2 separate regions of the Zea mays genome follow, and region 2 is linked to region 1. A link is a contact called in public Hi-C data. All regions are on one chromosome and are shown on one strand. The core of a region is the stretch at or near the end of the contact, and the rest is flanking DNA. Distances in the headings are between cores, read along the strand shown. Region 1 holds the start of LOC100501429. Region 2 has its middle 8.3 kb from the start of LOC100274409.

Evidence for each region. A called contact is a pair of places that touch in the nucleus more often than the background predicts.
Region 2: a contact with region 1 is called in a Hi-C map of ear, with 2.1 times the contacts expected there. The contact joins the enhancer-like site here to the promoter of LOC100501429 in region 1. A contact is called at or near these places in 2 of 25 Hi-C or Micro-C datasets (ear and leaf).

What each region holds. Positions count from the first base shown.
Region 1 is chr1:278,067,833-278,070,366 of Zm-B73-REFERENCE-NAM-5.0, reverse strand. It overlaps LOC100501429, which reads right to left and starts at 1,266. Exons shown (of 5, transcript XM_008667120.3): 1 at 978-1,266; 2 at 789-885; 3 at 506-594. The coding sequence starts at 1,124.
Region 2 is chr1:278,427,265-278,429,798 of Zm-B73-REFERENCE-NAM-5.0, reverse strand. No RefSeq gene overlaps it. Among protein-coding and RNA genes, the nearest start is that of LOC100274409, 8.3 kb to the left of the region's middle. Within about 2 kb of position 1,263, at least 18 of the 20 cell types and tissues checked have an H3K27ac peak or open chromatin away from gene starts, as enhancers often do. A contact at or near this core is called in ear and leaf, where this site is marked.

The DNA.
Region 1 (2,534 bases), core at 17-2,516:
AACCAGTTTCACATTAATTCACAAGATCATGTTTATATGGTGACGAAGGCCTGCCTAGTGCAACGGGGAGAACTGTGTCACCAGGTCAGGTTTCTAAGCAGCTTCTCCACATTTGTGGAGGGAAGGGTTGCCTCAGTTTACCACTTTACCCTATCACCAGACGCCTTATATGAGAGGCTCCAGTACTGGGTCTGTCTTTTTATTTTGTATCGTGTCTATATGATGACAAACATAACAAGCAACACAGTTGCACAGAACACATAGAACAAAAGGCCTTTGGTAACTGAGACTCTGATTTATTTATATTATTCGCCTTGCTGTCAAGGTCAAATATCAACAGAGAATAACTGCAAACAAATGAAGCGATGTGCTTTATATTGACAACAATATGATAGCATACTGTAGGGCTTAAACTAGTGACTCGAACCACAATGCCATATCCTGATTGAGTCCCCTCAATAAGCAATAACTGAAAGAGAGAACTCTTACAACAATTCCCACCTACCTGTTTTCGGCTAATTTTCTTGGCATTCTCTTCTTGCCATTCGCGGTACATGGCGAAAAGCTCAGCTAGGACATTTGGGTTCAGATTTCCTACAAATAAATTAGCGTGACATTGTAAGCTTCAACAACAATAATGGAAATGCAACAATGCTTGATGCAAATTATTTCGAGTACAGCGTGCTTCCAATTAGTCAATTATATACCCAAACACTACTATGTAAAATCTCGCCTGCACAGTAACATACAAACTAACCAAAATAGCGTCCTGGCTGGCAGCCACTCACCAGAGGTGGCTGAGGAGTTAGAGGGCTTCCCGACGAGGATATCCGTGAGGCTGCTCTCTGCTTCCGCTTCAGATTGGGAGCTCAATAGCGGAGGAGCCTACAAATCCTCAACATCGTAACACCAGTCAGAAGCGTTAATATCAGGCCTTACTATAGTGAGATATCAGGAGACGAGAGTTCAGGACTTACTATGGTGAGAGACCGGATACGGCGGACGAGGGGATCGGCGTCGGCGTCGTCGCGCCGGCCCTCGGACACCGTCGTGATCTCATCCGCCCACTGAGGCCGCGGCTGCTGAAGCTGCTGCCTAGATAGGAGAGATTCGGACGCCCCCATGAGACGGAGCTCTAGCGCAGTCGGGGATAGACGGAGGACGGCGGCGGGGAACCGCCGGAGCTGCCCGGGTGCGGCCGCCGGACTAGGATGCAGGCGAGAGGCAAACGGTTCTACTGGCAAGTGGCAGCCTATTAAGTTGGGCCTTTTAGCTTGGACAATGGTGTCGATTGAGTTAGGCCGAAAAGTTAACTTACCGGGCCAAACCAAATGTCTCGTCTCAGATCTAGCCCAAACTTGTTGCCATGGATACATTGCGAAAGGAAGAAATTCATTCTGCTTTCTTTAGCTATCGCGAAGGTAACTGATCTCTCATCTCTGGACACTTGACCTACGATTTGTAGGGGAAAAATGACAGCCATATAACAATATCACCAGTTCACCGTCCGCCCCGCCATTAAAATAGCTATGTAATAAATAAAGTAACGAGTGATACGATATGTTCATATATTATCGCTATCTGACCCAAGACAGACCAAAAAAATGAACTCGGCTTGGGCCTGTTCGGTTGTCCAGAATTGGACCTAGAATTATTCCACCGGATAAAATCTTATATAAAATAGGTAAACAATCCAGTCACGAATAGTTCCAAGCCATCATTCCTGAGCAACCGAACAACCCTTAGGCCTTGTTCGTTTCTGCCGGATTGGTGGATCGGAACGATTCCTGACCGGATTGCTTCTCTAATTTATATAAATTTTGATTAGCTGGAACGATTCCGGGTGCAATCCGACGGAAACGAACAAGGCCTTAGGCTGGATCCAATACACCTGGCTATTGTTTTACCATCTGAAACGTCACTATCATCCACACTATCGATCATCGTCGGTCTTCATTTATTAAAATGTACAGTCTTTATTGTTAACCTAAAGTCATCTCAATTTTTATTTTAAAGATTGTTATGTAAAATGAAACATGGTATTTTATTTAGAAAAAATCATCTAATCACATAATTAAGAAAAAATACATAATTCGATAAAAAATAAACATAAAAAATAAAAATTACATAGTTCATAAAAAAGTGATACAATATTATTGCTCATTATTATTGTCTTCCTCCATATCTTCTGTATTTTCTTTCTCATGTAATTTTAATTGCTTGATCAATACACAATAATTTCACCAGTGTAGGATGGGATTTCTTTGTACCTATACACAATAAATTCATTAATAATTCATGTTGCATGTGTCCTAAATTTCAAATGCATTAAGGATTTCCTAGTCTTACTACCTTCTTCCTTGATACATATGGCTTATTATTGCATAAGGGTAGTTTGGCTAGTGCTTAATTTAATTATACTTGATCTATACCTGATTAATGGTTTAGTGCACAGATGTAAAAGGTGATTTTTAGACGCACAGAATCAGAGACTAGAGCATGTCTTTTCTTATGATGCTCTAAATTCCTCTCTC
Region 2 (2,534 bases), core at 14-2,513, 360 kb before region 1:
GATGTACTCGCAACTTCGTGTTGCTAATGTACTAGCCATTTATCTCAAGGTTCGCTTCATGTCGTTCAGCGACAAATAGGAATGTGCCAACATCTGGTTGAGCAATGTATGACTGAGATTCTAGCATTTATTCATCTGACAAGGTCTTATTGCTTACTAATAAAATCTCAATTTGTGATGTCTTCTATGCCAAAAAGGCTTTCATGCATTATATTATATATCTTCGGGTTACTTCGGGTAAAACTTTATGTATGAGGAGAGAGCAGAGATTATTTATTTGTGTTTCATAGGTATTTCATTAACTTCCCAGATCTTACAAGCACCATAGAGCTTGTCAAAGTTGTTATGGCCACTTGGCGATATATATAAATATATTAAGCCACACAACACATGTCAAACAAAATATAGAGCTAAACGAAATTATTTACGAAGGTTGCACTATGCTGTGACTTCAGGGGCTTGGATAACCCACCACATTCCGCGAGTACAAGCTCCAGCGTATCTGGCGGCAACACGGTTGCGGCCATCAGGGCTACGACAATATAGCAAGCCTTCGTAATAAGCGCAACAGGCACAGTTATGGCTCGGTAATTGGGGTACACGATAAATCCACGCAACGTGCGCAACAGGCGCAATTTTGGCTTGCGTCAGACAGACAGTGCCTACAAGGCATGCAAAAAATACGCGACTCAGCGATGACGGTCTAACTCACCGGGAGCGATCCGATTAATGGAGAGCGCGACATAGCAATCACATGACGCAGCCAAGTTCGAACGTCACAAATATTGCGTCGTGTTGCCAGGGCGCAGTCAATATTCAACTAATGTCATAACTCAGCCGATTACCAACGCAGCCTGATCGGCGTGTCTGAGTACCCATTATACAATTTAATCACTCGACGTGACTCCAAAAGCTCAACACATCATAAATATTTAGAGCGTATAAAAATGCTCAACATAGTCTTCACATGCATTTTTCCACTAATTATTTACTGCAAGAAATAATTGATTATGGATGAAACTGCAATATAAAACAAGTTTTTATTCTATTTTTATTTGCAACATAGAATAAATAGAGTTAATAGCATATGTTTCATTTTTTGATTTTTTTTTCAGCCGCACGTCATGCCTGGTCAAAGAAATGGAAATGGGGCCGCATTGTTTATCTAGCCGGATGACCCGCTCGTGACTTGCATGCAGTGCAGTCGTGCATGTATGTGCCACACGCACCATCAAGATAGAATGCATGCAAGCATGCAAGTCACTGGGCCCCACACATGATATTGGACCAATTAGTGGAGTTCATGTGGCCTTGCTCGGCCAGAAACTGCCCACACGATCCGTTCTTTTCTCCCCACGCGGACTAGTCTTTGCATGACGGCCAGAGCCGCTTCAGGCGCAAGGATCGGCTGCATGCGTGAGGATGCAGGCAAGAGACGCGGGGTCACATCGAGCTCATATGCTCCGGGCTCTCTATCAGGTCGTACGCGCGGCGCGGCCAGCAGAGTCGTCACCACTGTTCTGTTTTTTTAAGACGAATAGTAGATCTATATATTTCATACCATGTTTCTTGATTCTGCGAATGGAAACGAAGCCTGTCGCGTAGGACAGTTCGGCAAGGCCAGAGACCTGCCGGCGTGACGAAGAGTTGACGCAGATCAGATCTCGCAGCAACGTCGAGGTAGAGCGCGCTGATAACGTGTTGAGAACTACGTTACCACGGATCGCTAGATCCGCTCCCTTCCCTCCCGTCAGCAGTAGAGGCGCGAGAAACTGTAGATAACCCGTCTCCCTTCCCATAAGCACGACAGAGGAAACACACGAGACACATGATATATGGTTGGGCATCTGGCCTCTTTCTGTTCTTCATTCCATATGAGGGGTACATGTTCTATATATAGAGACGCGATAGCCCTCAGGGCTATATTCGGTATTTGCCCACATAACCCTTCATTAGGGTTTCTCAACAACGGGGACCCAGGAGATATTCATCCCCCACATCCCAACCTCATTCATCCTCATTTTCTTGATGAACAATGAGACACATATTTTGAAGAATATGTTTGAGTTACGAGGGATAATGAATTTGACATATGTCATTGTCACGGGAGCGAATGCTTAATATCAATCACAATTGCGGGACATTGAATATCATGTTGTATGCCCTGAAGGTGTCAGCTTGATGATCAATATGTCAACCTTTATGAAAGTTTCTATTAGATATATGTAGATCCAGTCGATTAAACATCGTTAGTCAAAGTGACTTTTTATGTTGATATGTGCACTTGGCTTGTGTATTCTAGAAGTGAGTTGGGGTGAAGTTTCTGAAATAATCCTTGCAACAATATGTGATTCGTTTGCTAAATCTCTGTGTGCATATACTTATAGAAAAGGTGTTTTTCCACATTGAGACGATTTTGCAAGGATCAAAGGGAGCACATTTCTAGTGCTAGCCCTTGTAGAAGATTCAATGGAATCCAGATCTAGATGATCGAAATCTGTCCCGATGATAACTGTTGTACTCTTTTCCCCTAG